Regions from separate parts of the Ovis aries genome. Here regions 1 and 2 are each linked to region 3. A link is a contact called in public Hi-C data. All regions are on one chromosome and are shown on one strand. Each heading gives the region's core, a stretch centred on a gene start, on an enhancer-like site or on the middle of the called end of the contact. The rest is flanking DNA. Distances are from core to core; before and after follow the strand shown.

Region 1 (4,746 bases), core at 509-3,008, 150 kb before region 3:
CCAGTATTCTTGCCTGGAGAATCCCACGGACAGAGGAGCCTGGCAGGCTAGTCCATGGACTCGCAGAGTTGGACACAACTGAGTGACTAACACATTCAGTTAGTGTTGGGAAGTCCTTTCCAAGGCAGACCCAGAACTCAGCAGATCCCCGACTGAGGGTGAACTCCATCAGGGGAGCGTGACGTGCAAGGACGTGGCCAAAGAGAACTCATTCTCAGGGCTGGTGGCTGTGATGATGGTGCCCTTGAACCCAAGGAGCATGGGGGCACAGGCAGGAAGAGCTTGGCTCTGCCCAAAGAAGAATCGTCTAACCTTGTGCTCTCCAGTGTGGTAGCCACTGGCTAAAGGTAGCCAAGGAGCACTTGAAATGTGGCTACTCTGGACTTTAAGGACAATTTAAAAAGGAAAAAAAAAATCATTCATCATTTGTTTATTGGTTCCATAAATATGATATTTTTAGATCCGTTGGGTAAAATAATACATCAAAGAATCCACCTGCCAATGCAGCCCATACAAAGAGATGCCTCTTGGATCCCTGGGTTGGGAAGATCCCTTGGAGGAGGAAATGGCAACCCACTCCAGTATTCCTGCTTGGAGAATCCCATGGAGAGAGGAGCCTGGTGGGCTACAGTCCATGGGGTCACAAAGAGTCGGACACGACTGAAGCAACTTAGCATGCACACTAGAAGATTCATAGTATCTTTCTTTTTTGGGCAGTGCTATTCTAACCGCTGCATTTGTACAATGGAGCAGGCTGTCTGATCAGGTGATGAGCTTCTCATCCCTGGAGATGTTTAAAGAAGGTGTTGTTCATGGAATTCTTATGGTTAGTAGGATAAACTCTGTAATCCCTTTAATGCTGCTTCAGTTGTGGCTCCCCACTGCGAGTCTCTGAAGAATCTTATTCTTTAGACTCTGAATAGATGTTACAGGAAAACAGACTGATGATCAATTTAACATGGAAAATTCTTGGTTAAAAAAATAAATAAGTTTCTCTATTCTGGGACTTCTCAGAATCTTATAGACACACAAAAGTACATCATGGTTCTTTATGAGAAGGACACTGTAGGCAGCATTCCTCATATTAAATGAACTTAATTATTAAGTTCATTCCTTGAGCATTTCTGTCCTCAGCTTCTCAAAAGAACATAGATTCTGTTGTCAGATGGCACTGAGCTCATATTCTGGCACAAATCCCAGATGAGTTTGGACAGGTTATCAAAATGAGAGGAAGAATATTTACCTCTTGGTATAGTTTTGAGGGTTACACTGAAAAAGTACATAGAAAGTGTTGCTATATAGTATACAGCAGTGTTGGGACTTTCCTGGTGGTCCAGTGGTTAAGAATCCACACTTCCAATGCAGCGGGCACAGGTTTGTTCCCTGGTTGGAGAACGAAGATCCCACATACCACCTGGAACAGCAAAAAAAGAAAAAGAAAAAGCAGTGTTATGCCTGATGCATAGTAGGCATTCAACAAATGGTAACTCTAAATTAACTAAAGCCCCAGGAGGGAGAGGCAAGTGGCCTTGCCAAGTACACACAAGAAATGACATTGCCGGAACTTGAACCTCCTTCTCTGGGTCCTTCTGGTTCACCTCACCCCGCTTTACTAATCAACAGTAAAAAAGGAACCCAGTTCATGGAAGGAGATAGAAGTTTCCTCAAATCTGGGTGATGTTATAGGCCAAGTGGGTTTTGAATGGGAGATGACTATTTCCTTCCCTCCCTCCTGCCTTGTCAGCTCTAGAGAATCTCTGACAAAGGAAGCCGCGGCCAGGCCTGGCAGGCTCCCCACCCGCCTCCTGCTCCTGGTTCCTGTTCCTGAGGTTCTTAGAGCCCCCAGCAGATGGGCTGCCCTTATCAGCCGGCTCCAGGCCAGAAGAGGAATCCTCAGGTCACATGCGGTTCTCTGGAGGGAGGGAGACCATGTAAATAAACACTGCCCCAGTGGAGGAAGGGGGGAGGGTCACTGGAAAAGAATCCTTGACATTTTGGTGACTGGACCAGGATGAAAGGCCACCAGGCACCGCTCCTATTGGCCATTTCTGGGGGGAATTGCCAATCCAGGCATCTTCCCAGGATTCAGGGTGGCCTTTAAATAGCCCTGGAGCTGGGGCATTCCCAGCGTGCTGCTGCCTTGATCCCAGCTTAATCCCTTGCCCAGGACTGACCTTTCACAGTTTACAGAGCACTTGATCTCTTGGCTCAATTGAGTCTCACAGAGCTCTCCCGAGAGAAGAGAGAAGGGAGTTTATCATCAACCCCGATTTTTAAATGAGGAAACTGAGGCTTGTGTTGCGAATAACTCCCTCCTGGCTACACAGCTGGCAGTGAGCGATTGAATCTGGGCTGAGATCCAAGTTCGTTTTGGTATCACATCCCAAGGTCTGTGCATCACACCAGTGTCCTCGGGTAGTGGGGGCACGGGGTGGGGGTGGGGGTCTTCCTTCATGCCTGCATCTGTACCCTGCCACCATAACCCAGAAACTCACATTCCAGGGAGGAGTGAAGGTGGCACGGGTTCAGCGTAATTCAGTGAATTTGCTGTGCGTTCTCGCTCAGTTGTGTCCGACTCTTTGCGACCTCATGGACTGAGTCCATCAGAAACATCAGTCCACAGGATTCTCCAGGCAAGAATACTGGAGTAGTTTGCCATGGCCTCCTCCAGGGGATCTTTCCAACCCAGGGATCGAACCCAGGTCTCCCGCAATCCAGATGGGGTCTTTCTCAGCTGAGCTACCAGGGAAGCATAAGACGGTCAAAATACAGTCATGCTATATCTTTCCACCGCTCCCTGGTGGCACAGTGGTTAAGAATCTGCTTGTAGTACAGGACACCCAGGTTTGATCCCTGGGTCAGAAAGATCCTCTGGAGAAGGAAATGGAAACCCACCCCAGTACTGTTGCCTGGGAGATCTCATGGACAGAGGAGCCTGGTGGGCTACAGTCCGTGGAGTCACAAAGAGGAGGACATGATTGAGTGACTAAAGCACCTAGAAAATGCAGGCTGATCTACAGGGCTAAAAAGCAGATCGTTGATTGTTCGGGGAAGGGAGGCAGGAGGAAAGATTTCAAGGGGATATAAGACCATTTGAGGTGAGGGGTGTGTACACTGTCTCGATGGTGGTGATGATTCCACACGTCTGTGCATATCAAATTGTGCACTTAAATTCACGCAGGACCCTCTATAAGGCCTTCCCAGGTGGCAACGGTGCTAAAAGACAATGCAGGAGACATAAGAAGCATGGGTTGGATCCCTGAGTTGGGAAGATCCCCTGAAGGAGGGCATGGCAACCCAATCCTTGCTTGGAGGGTTCCATCCACAGAGGAGCCTGGCAGGCTAAGTCCATGGGGTCACAAAGAGTCGGACATGACTGAAGTGAGTTGGCATGCGCACATGCTCAGCGCATACCTCTCTAAAGCTATTAAAGGGAAAGATAAGAGGGGGAAAAGAAGGAAGAAGGTTGGCAGGCATACATTATAAGAACTTTGTGAGATGTCTGAAAAGAGGACACAGAGTTCCTGAGGCACATGGGGAGGAAGAGAGAGATTCTTTCCCAAGTTAGATCAGAAAAGAGTTCTTGGGACAGGTGTATGACATGGCTCTAGGTATGGATGGGGAGGTGTGAGGTTAAGGGATATTAACTTAGAAGATACAAGGAGTTTGTTTGGAGAATAAAGAGTAGTGTACCCCATCCCCCCACCGCCCCCACCATCATCCTCCACTTTCTTCCTGATCTTTGAAGGCCTGAGGTTAGAACTAACAGCTGCAATTCTCTCTTTTCTTCAGAAATTCAGACACATGCCCTACTTGGCAGGCAGCTGGTTTTGCTAATAAGATTCCTGCCCTTCTCCCTCCCTCTCTGTGCAGCTCATCCCTTTAGGTCTGGCTGGGCCTCTGCCCTCTCCGATTTCCTCTCTCAACTGAAGGGCCAAATGCTTGCTGCGTGAGCCACTGACAACCCCAGCCCCCAGGGCCTTGGGCACGTCATGTCTGTCCTTTCCAGATCCCACAAAAAGAAGGAGGTTCGGGGGGATTCATGTAGGCGTGTGATGGCATTCTAGGTCCAAAGTGAAATACCTTTTTTTTTCTCTTCCATACCTTTTGACTTAGTAATAGACACATGATCACTGGAGAATTCTGAATAATGAATTTATTGGGATCTATTGTCATAAAGTAGTAGGAAATTCAAGTATTATTCTAATGTTGTACACGGACCGTTTGGTTAATTTGCTCCAAAAACAATCACTGCTCTTACAGTTAGTAAAACATTAACTTGGTTTTGGAAGGCCCATTATTCATTCGTAATGTACTCTTCCAATGACACATGAAACCCACATACGAAATTGTGGGTGAACTCTAGCTTTTCAATTTCCTTGGCATGTTTGTTGATTTTAAATTGCCCCTTTTCAAAACTTTTCTTATTAATTAAATAAGCCAGTCAGCCATATTCCCTGCTTCTAATTCAGCACTCAAATGTAAGCGTAGTTCTGGAGTCGGCTTTCTAACCTTGGCTTAAGGGACATTAGTCCCTGGGAGCAAAATTCGGCATGTGAACAGCTGTTTCAAGCTTTCAGAGTCCAGGGCCTACAGGTCTGGAGAAGGTCGGGGAAAGGAACCAGTATTTACTTACTGAATACCTATCATGTGCTGGGCACCTTTATAAAGTATAGCTCTTTCAATTCTCTAAACAGCCCATTAATGTGTGTGCGTGTGTGTGTGTGTGTGTGTGTGTGTGTGTAC
Region 2 (4,889 bases), core at 947-3,446, 250 kb before region 3:
CGCTGGGGTGGGCGTGGGCGGGGCCCTGCCGGGAAAGGAGCCGCTGGACCAGTTTCCTTGGCTCCTGGACCGGATGCAGCCCCGTGACTAGGGCGGAGGCTGGAGAAATACGTGCCCTGGGCGCACCTGTGTGTCCTCTGGGCCAACACTGGCTTTGGCAATGATAAGACTAAGGGCTCTAGGTCAGCGGTCGCCGGGCGTGCGACTTCCGGCTGCTAAATTAGGCGAGCGGGCGCGGCAGCAGCGAATCAGCTGATAGGTAGAACTGGAAGAGGCTTTGGACATCCTGTAGGTAGGTAAAGAAAAAGGAGGGAAGGGGCGGCGCCCAGAAACAGCTAGGTCATCGCACCACTGTCTGTAGTTGCAAACGCGCCTTTTGCGCTTTATCCTTGCCCCCTGCCAGGGGCAGGAAGGTTGGATGGAAGGAACCAGGGACAGAACTGTATTGGAATTCAGTCCCATCTACCGGCTTTTGTGTTCTGGAGCAGTTAACTTCCCCTGCCTACCAGAGTACGGGATCCTGCTCAAAGCGTGGTGTGAGGAGTCATGAAACCGCATAGGAACGATGCCTAGCACCTGAGTAGTGGAGTAGTGGAGTTGCTCAGTCGTGTCCGACTCTTTGCGACCCATGGACTATTGCCTACCAGACTCCTCAGTCCATGGGATTTTCCAGGCAAGGGTACTGGAGTGGGTTGCCATTTCCTTCTCCAGGGGATCTTCCCGACCCAGGGCTCGAACCTGGGTCTCCCGCATTGTAGACAGACGCTTTACCGTCTGAGCCACGATAAAACGGGGTTCCCTTTCTCTTTGTTTCAGACCCAGGTCTCACTCCCAGCCCGGAAGGTGCGCCCCAGAGGCCACCCTAGGACCGTAGGATCTGGGTGGCAGGAGTCCTGGTTTGATAATAACTCCAGAATCAACCTCTTTGACAAGTTATCAGATAGGGCGGGACGTGTGGAAGGATTCCGAAGGCTGCCTTTAGGTCCTGTTTCTGTGATCCTAGGAGGGCATTCCAATGCGTTCTTTGATTCGCGTTATTTATTTATTCACAGATTCCTATCAGGAGAACCGCTTTGTACTGCCTCCCCCGGCGACGTTCCCGGCCCGCCAACGTTTCTTTCGTCCATACAAGGCCAGCTTCCACCCGCTGCTTTTGTGTAAATAAAGCCTGGCGTTCTGCCTGCAGGTTGCAGCCAGAAGCCGGCCGGTGGGGGAAGGGTTCGGAACCGGTACGACCGCCTCAGCCGGGCCGGGAGAGGCCGAGAGCCCGCCACGCTCAGCCGTCGCGCGGGGGCGGCACTCCGGGCCCCTCAGAACGAGCCGAGCGGAGAAACCTAGCACGTGAAAGTCCCCACCCACCTGCACCCTCTTCCGTGGGTCACCCCGCGCGTGACAGGCCCTTGACAAGTATCGTCCTGAATTCTCCCCGCGACCCTGGGAGTATCCTCTCCATTTTATAGACGAGAGACTGAGGCTCACCAAGTGTAAGTGGCTTGACCGAGGTGCCATAGGCGAAAAAAGTGGCAAACCAAGAAATTCTAACCGAGTATAGCTGGCTGCAAAACCACCCCACCGGTCACCAGCGAGACTGTAAAAGTCTTAAAGGAGAAGGAAAAAAAAAAATACACGAATCAGATTAACAGATCGTAGGGAGTTGAAAGGGCCTTCCAGAGCTGCTGGTATTTCAAACAAGTGGACTCGAAGCACGGGAAAAGTAACAAGACTACTTTTCCTCGGTGACCAATCATATTCTTTTTTTAAAATTAAATATATATTTATTAAAATAGATTACGATGGAGAAGAATATAATTTTAAAATAATGATAGCTGAAAACAGAAGACTTAAATGTCAGGCTGTTTCCACCTCGCACACCTTTCGTTCGATTGCACACACATTCTTGACCTGAAGTACACAAACAGGCAAACTGAGGCCCGAAACCAGTCCCACTGAGAGCGAGAGGCGGAGTGGGAGGAGAACCGAGATTTCCGGGCTCTCGGCCTGGGGTGCTTTCGGCTGGGGGCGGGGGTCCTGTTTGTAAACAGGTGTCCTCGGATAGCCACTGCCGATTTTTGTCACTCCGCCAACCGAAGAAACGAGTCTGAGTAATCGCGAGCAGTCAGCGCAGCTGGGGCTAAAAGCGAAAGGGACGCGCGCGCGACAGGCCAGGGAGGGCAACGGGTAAAGCGCGCGGGCGGGGCCGCAGCCGGGGTTCCCGCGGGGCGAGCGTGCGGTAGGCGTGCTCCCAGACAGCTCTCGACGGCCCCGCCCCGCGCAGGCGCGGACGCTGCAGGCCCCGCCCCTGCTCCCAGCCCGGGGGACCCATCCCGGACCTGAGAATCCCGGTCCCAAACCCCTCCTCCCAACAGGGGCTAAAAGGTGCAGGGGGCTTTTGATCAGCCCGTCCAGCTTCAGGTCCTGGGACCGGCGGCCCTGTCCTTGCGCGTGGAAACAGTCAGGTTCTTAGGCTTGACCTTAAATCCGCCCCTGGTATTTGCTAACACTAAGGTCTTAAGAAAATTACCTAAACTCTCTCTCAGTTTCTGCATCTGTAAAATGGGAGTTAACGAGTCTTACCTCATGTAATTGCTGTGAGAAGTAAATGTGTACCTAGCTGTAAAGGTCTAGAACATTAAAAAGAAAAAAACAAATGCTGTTTTACTGTTATTGCTAGGCGGGCCTGGGTGGGACTCTCAGGCCAATTCAGAACTGGATGACCTGGGCAGATGGACTTTCTTCGTTCCCCCACCTGGAAAAGAGAGCTTCATTGCAATTGCCGTCACAGGGTGGGGATGAGGACAGACGGCCCTCCCCAGCATCTGGCAAGACTACACGCGGTTATGTTTGCAACTCATTACTTGCCATCATTGTCTTAAGCATTTTGCACTTATGAGTGCCTTTCATCCTACACAATTGCAGTATGACAGAGATATTACCATTTTCCATTTCACAAATAGGAAACTGAGACAGAGAGGTTAAATGATTATCTAAGGTCACTCAGCTACTAAGTAGGATTTGCACAGAGCGGCAAAATCTGGCTTCCTATTCCGTGTTCCTAACTCCCACCAGATGTAGGAGGCAGGGTCTGGGGATGCAGACAGGAATAATGATGGCACACAGCCATCTCCTCAACAAAGGGCAAGATCTCCTTTCTTAGTTTGCCCGCCTTCCTTGCGTATTCTTAAGCATTGTAGGCACTTGATCATGTTTTACAGGTGCATTGTGTGCGCCTGGGGCAGGGAGGTAATTGACATTGTGAATGTCCCTCTTCCCCTATTTTTGTGGTCTAGTTACAAGTCTTTACTTGGAGGGTGGACATTAGATGTTTTAGGTGATGGAGAACTTAGTGTCTAGTAGGTACTCCCGGTACCTGAGTTCCTCCTTCCCTGTACTTAGCGAATACACTAAGGCTTAGACCTTTAAATAATAATGATTGCTTCTGCCTCTGAAAATTACTGTCTGTGCTGTGGGGTTCCCAGAACTGAGGATGAACTTACTGTATTTATCACTTAATCATTTCCAAAACAGCTTATGACTACGACATCTTTAATCAAAGGTGCAGAATTCTCCCTCTCCAAGCCTCCCTCTTTGGGGCGCCTGTGATAACTCTTGCTGTAAATGACTAAAGCTATTAAATATAGAATGTAGATCTTCCTGCGATGCAAGTTTAAGCTGTCGTTATATTCATTGCTTAAATGTTATGATCGTTTCAAGCTTGCCTTTTGCATATGAAGCCTTGAGTTAAATGTGGAAAGTAAGGGGGGAAAGTGCTTAACGGTTGGAAATAAAAGCATGCAGTGGATAGGTTTCCAGAGTAAAAAAAAAAAAAAAAAAAAAAAAAGCTTTAAATTTTAGAAGATTTGAATCCTGGTCTGGTTCCAGGCAGCATGCCCTGAATTCCCAGGCAGCATGCCCTAAATTCCCATCATCCAGCAATGCTGTATTCTGAGGGTTAAACCACCCTTAGACAATGCAATGAGCTGAACTGATGACAAAACATTAAACTGTGAGTTTCTCCTTGAACATGAGATAGCTGTGGAGAGGGTTCAGCAAATGGTAGACACTCAAGGGAAGTCTTTATGATTAGGGACTGGGATGCAGAGAGACCACTGAATATTTTCCAGTCAACTGATTTTTATTGAATACCTACTATGTGCTAGATGCTTATAAGTCCATTATTTCAAATTAATTGCAAAATGAACTTGTGAGGAAAACATCATGTTATCGAGGAAGAAATTGACACTCTAAAAAGTTCGTTAACTTGCCTGTCTCACCAGGGAGTAAGTAGTATAATCTGAGTTGCAATTTGGGTCTAATCCTAAATTCAGCGGCCAATTCACTGCACCTCTCTTCTTTTTCCCGTATGCCTGGCTGTCAGTCATCTTAGACCTGGAGGCAAGAATCAGAGGGGACTTTAAGTTGCCCTCAACCGGGGTTTCTCTGCCTCTTTATGAAATCCAGGTCACTGTAGATAAATGCAAAAGCCTTTTCTGAATGAGTTTCAAATTAAAAATACATATTATGATTCAAAACAAAGCAAAGGGACAGCATTTTCACATTTTCAGGTTTTTTGTTTGTTCTTTTGTTTGTTCTTTTGCTTTGCAGCCATGCTCTGTGGCATTTGGGATCTTAGTTCCCCTACCAGGGATCCAACCTGTGTCCACACATCCCCCTGCTTTGGAAGCGCAGAGTCTTAAACCGCAGAGTCCCTGAACCGCCAGGGAAATCCCATCTTCAGTATTTTGTTTTTAAACCCAATAAGCCTCTTCAGAGCTTTGGGTTCTAGCTCCTCACCTCCACCCACCCCAGTGAGAGCTGCTCACACCTCTCACCTCCTGGTCAATTCCTTCCTGGGAAGTAAAGCCCAGAGAGGAATGAATTGCTAGTGACAT
Region 3 (4,705 bases), core at 63-2,562:
ATCAGCAGCATCCTCACCACCTGGGACCTTGCTAGAAGTACAAATTCTTCGGTGGGTCCCACCCCAGACCCACTGAATCAGAAACTGGGGGTGGGGCCAGCAAGCTGGGCTTTAACAGGCCTTCCAGGGGATTCTGATGCCCGCTCAAGTCTGAGAAGCAGTGACCTCAAGAGATTCTCTTATCTCTTGCCTGGTCCACTGGGACAGCTCCTCACTGAGCTTCCTCATCTGTTACTTTCCAATCTGTTTCCCACACTACAGCCAGATTACTTTGTTGTAGCATGGTGGCACAGTGGTAAATAATCTGCTCGCCAATGCAGGAGACATCAGAGATGCAGCTTCAACCCTTGGGTTAGGAAGATCCCCTGAAGTAGCAAATGACAACCTCCTCCAGTATTCTTGCCTGGAAAAGTCCCTGAACAGAGGAGCCTGGTGGGCTACAGGCCATGGGATTGCAAAGAGTCAGACATAACTGAGTGACTGAGTACACACAGTACAACATGTAAGGGCCCTGCTCAAAAGCCTTAAGTGGCTTCCTTTTCCCCTTAGAATTAAAGACAGATGCTTCACCATGGCCTGCAGGATTCAGCCTTGGTTTTATCTCCAGCCTTGCCCTGCAGTTCCCCACCACTAACTCTCCACCACGAGACACACTGGCTTGCTCTCATACTTTTAACTTCTTAGAGCAGCAATCTCTTTCTGCCTCAGGCCTTGTGCTGGGACCAGGGAAAGGGCATAAACGAGTCACCTTCTCTGCCCTTGAGGAGGGGCAGTCAAGTAGGAGACACAGATATGGACACAAATAAACAGGCAGATTACAGGAAGCAAAGGAACAGAGTTAGGCATGTGTAGACAGGCAGCCAAGATTAATTCCATCTGGGGATTTCCTTTCTGTGGCCATTTCCAACTGTTCCGAAGCTCTACGAGGAAGATTGCCCCATCTGAACATTTCAGCTCTAGTTATTCCATTGCCCTGAGCCTCAGTCCCCACATCTGTAAAATGGGGCAGGGGCAGGCCACATCAGGATGCATGTAGTGCGCACTTGAGCATAGAGCGTGCCTGCTGCAGGGGCTCAGCAGGGCCATGGGTCTCCCTTGTTTCTGGAGCAATCCAAGTTTAGATCTTGGGGACACCTGAGCCTCAACAGAAAATTGAGTATGTCCTGAAAAAATGAGTTCAGCAGCAAGCTTGAGGTTAGGCCTAAAGAGAAAGGAAATTTCCCCTCCACATTAAGAAATCTCCCTCCTGTGGGTGTGGTAGTGAATGTGAAAGTGGAACCTCCCTCCTGGCCCCTGCACTTACCAGAAGGAGCACTGAGGCTTGCAAAGGCCTTACAGAAAGAGCAGCTGCTGAACAGGAACTGGGGCCACCGGTTCTGGGAAGCTGGAGGCTTCTGGGGCAGAGCCCAGAGGCCCAGTGTTTACAAAGCCCAGAAGCACCTGCACCCAAACCGTGTTAGACACAGACCAAATAATGGTGAGCTCTTGGCACATCCCCTAGAGAGAAAGCCAGGATCACTTCTCCAGGGCTCAGAGCTCTCAGCTTCCCAAACAGTGCAGCTATGGCCACCAGGAGGAAGTGGGGGATGCAGAACAGGCTGAGTAGGTTAGATAGTCATTTATTCATTCATTCACTCCTAAATTCTTCATCTGTCAGATGGGGAAAGGAAGTATTTTTATTGTCTATTTGGAATACATATAGTGGGGAAGGATGGAAAAAGTGTTGTTAGAGAGAGCAATAGAGAGAATAAATTCAGTCATTATTTCATATACCCTAACTAAGCACCTGGGCCTCTCAGGTGGGTGAGTTAAGAATCCACCTGCCAATTCAGGAGATGCAAGAGGTACAGATTTGATCCCTGGGTCAGGAGGATCCCCTAGAGGAGGAAATGGTCACCCACTCCAGTATTCTTGCCTGGAAAATCCCAGGGACAGAGGAACCTGCTGGGCTACAGTCCCTGGGGTTGCAAAGAGTCAGACACCACTGAGCAACTGAGAATGCATGCATGCAACTAAGCACTGGCTATAATAAAAACAATAATGGATGTTCATAGAGTGCTACTTTAATCCTTATAACCACTCTTCTGAAGGAGCTTCTGTTATTTCAATTTACAGATGAGAAACTGAGGCTCAGAAAGATGAACTCACCCAGATTACATGGCTCGTCAGTGCTGGAACCGGGATTTGAACATGAGCCCACTGTTAACTAGTCCTGTGCTCAGAGCCACAGACAGAGCCTACAGCATATCTCTGGCACTAGAGTGGGGGATCTTCAAGGTCAAGGATAATCATCTATTAACCTCTGAATCTGCTGTGCCTGGGCCAGAGCCCAGGGTGTAGAAGCTAATCACTAAATGTGGGTGGGCCACTTTAAATTTCTAAAGCAAGGTGAAACAAAGCAATCTGGTAGGGCAGACAGGGGAGCAAACAGAGCATTGTGAGTAACCGGTGTGCGTGCGTGTGTGTGCGTGCGTGCGTGCGTGTGTGCGTGCGTGCGTGCGTGCGTGTGTGTGTGTGTGTGTGTGTGTCTGACTCTTTGTGACCCTGGGGAGCAAACAGAGCATTGTGAGTAACCGGTGTGTGTGTGTGTGTGTGTGTGTGTGTCTGACTCTTTGTGACCCTGGGGAGCAAACAGAGCATTGTGAGTAACCGGTGTGTGTGTGTGTGTGTGTGTGTCTGACTCTTTGTGACCCTGGGGAGCAAACAGAGCATTGTGAGTAACGTGTGTGTGTGTGTGTGTGTGTGTGTGTGTGTGTGTCTGACTCTTTGTGACCCTGTGAACTGTAGCCTACCTGGCTCCTCTGTCCATGGGATTTTCTAGACAAGAATACTGGAGTGAGTTGCCATTTCCTCCTCTGAGGGATCTTCCTAGACCAGGGATCAAACCCATGTCTCCCATGTCTCCTGAGTCTCCCACGTCTCTGGCATTGCAGCCAGAATCTTTACCTGCTGAGCCATGGGGAGACTGATGTAACAGGCAGGTGCCTACAAAGGACGCCCTGGGCTTGTGCTGCACCCATTAGGGTCTCAACAGCCAATCATTTCATCTGTGTTTAGAAGAGGGCTTATCTGCAAAGATGCAGAGGTAGAAGAATCACAGGGTGAGTACAGGAGCTTAGTAGCTGCTGACCTTTTCCCACAAGGGGAGGGAGCATCCTGCAGAGTTGATCACCTTAGGAGGAGCAGTGAGGGACATGCCAGCTCCAATGTGCTTGCAGGGAGGAAGGCATTCCCTCCTTTCTTCTGAAGTTCCCAACCGGACAAGCACCCACTGATGCCATCCCCACAGATCAACTTCTTGGGCACAGCGCAAATGGAGAAAGCTGGAGTGTGGATCTAAAAAGGGGGGAAAAAAAGATACTCTGCAGAGATGGGAAGGAGGTGCAGGTGTTTACTGGAAAGCAAAACTGGATGGGACATTCCCCTTGAGGGAAAGGAAGTGCAGTCACCTTGCCCGGAAGGCTTGGAATACTTAAATATATCAGGACATTGGGAATGAGAGAGGGAGTGGTAGGAATCAAGATCAGAGAGACGGAGACTGGATCATGGGACGGTAAAGCAGGGGTAAAGGTGAAGCGCCTGTTCTGCAGGCGCTGAGAAACACTGAAGGCATTTAAGCAAGGAAGTGACCAGCATCTGTATGTTTAACACATTATTAACTGTATGTAAAGACTTACGGTGCCCATTATAGATGCTTGGAAAATGGTGGCTAACTAAAGCGGCCATTCCCCAATGAGAAAGCAGACTCTAAAAAATTAAGGAAGGTTGGGCCATATTACAAAGGTCTGGCCTTGCCAGAGTTCAGCTGCAGTTCACTCTTGATTTCTGTGCTAGAGGATGATTGTCTGAATGAAAGTGAACTCTGTCTCTCTGCCCCACCATCAGATAAGCCCTGTGTAATCTAAATCCATTTTGATCTCAACAGAGATCTGTGTACACATGCACACACTTGGCAGCCATGGGCTGTGGACCTGGTGCTCTTGCTTGTGATATGAGCCATGTTATCAATACTTGTGAGTGTAAACTTGGGAGATCAAAGCTATCCAGGTCAGAAAGGCTAATATTGAAATTCCAGGCTTGCAGGCACAGCTCTCAAATTCCATGGCTCAGAATCAAGTTCCCATACAATCAAATCAAACATTTGCTTGACAGAGTTGTAGGGCTCTGGAGTGTGGGTGGGGTTTGCATTTAGAAGAAACTGGGGGCACGCCCAGAATGGAATTCTGTGCAATTCCAGCTGAGGATGGTTTTTAGGTTAAAAGCTCTGTGTGACCCTAGTTGGAGCAAATGTATTTTCATGGCCCAGCTTTAATATCACAGAGGAGGTGTTTACAGTCTTTGGAACTAATACATTCTGCTGCTATCAAGAGGAAAGACCTGGAGATACCACCCCTTACCCAGCAAGGTAATATGAAAACTAGATATAATGGGCAAAACCTTCTGAAACATAATAGGCTCCTAACACATGGGTCTGTTTTTATAACTGGCCCTGATATTGTTCCTTCACCACCGCAAACATGCAGACCAGAGATGATACTCACTAGCAATATTGAACCATCTTTATCTGCCTACCCCACTCACTTCAGTAAACCTTTGGGGAGTGCCTTTCATATGCTAGGTAAAATGTAAGGCTTCTTTTGAGTGCAAAGCTAAATAAGAGGAAGATGGTCCCTCAAGCAAATTAACCAGTCTTAGGCAGAAAATA

The links. Hi-C and Micro-C count contacts between places; a contact is called where the count stands out from the background.
Region 1: a Hi-C map of liver shows a contact between it and region 3, with 5 times the contacts expected there. The contact joins two enhancer-like sites. A contact is called at or near these places in 3 of 16 Hi-C or Micro-C datasets (liver, mixed tissues and tail adipose tissue).
Region 2: a Hi-C map of liver shows a contact between it and region 3, with 7 times the contacts expected there. The contact joins two enhancer-like sites. A contact is called at or near these places in 3 of 16 Hi-C or Micro-C datasets (liver and mixed tissues).

Annotation. Positions count from the first base shown.
Region 1 is chr1:33,631,508-33,636,253 of ARS-UI_Ramb_v3.0, forward strand. No RefSeq gene overlaps it. Among named protein-coding and RNA genes, the nearest start is that of TRNAS-GGA, 49 kb to the right of the region's middle. Within about 2 kb of position 1,759, at least 9 of the 54 cell types and tissues checked have an H3K27ac peak or open chromatin away from gene starts, as enhancers often do. A contact at or near this core is called in liver, where this site is marked.
Region 2 is chr1:33,531,640-33,536,528 of ARS-UI_Ramb_v3.0, forward strand. LOC106990843 (a long non-coding RNA gene) reads left to right here. Exons shown (of 3, transcript XR_001433726.4): 3 at 1,053-3,838. Among named protein-coding and RNA genes, the nearest start is that of JUN, 37 kb to the left of the region's middle. Within about 2 kb of position 2,197, at least 45 of the 54 cell types and tissues checked have an H3K27ac peak or open chromatin away from gene starts, as enhancers often do. A contact at or near this core is called in liver, where this site is marked.
Region 3 is chr1:33,786,184-33,790,888 of ARS-UI_Ramb_v3.0, forward strand. No RefSeq gene overlaps it. Among named protein-coding and RNA genes, the nearest start is that of TRNAS-GGA, 110 kb to the left of the region's middle. Within about 2 kb of position 1,313, at least 22 of the 54 cell types and tissues checked have an H3K27ac peak or open chromatin away from gene starts, as enhancers often do. A contact at or near this core is called in liver, where this site is marked.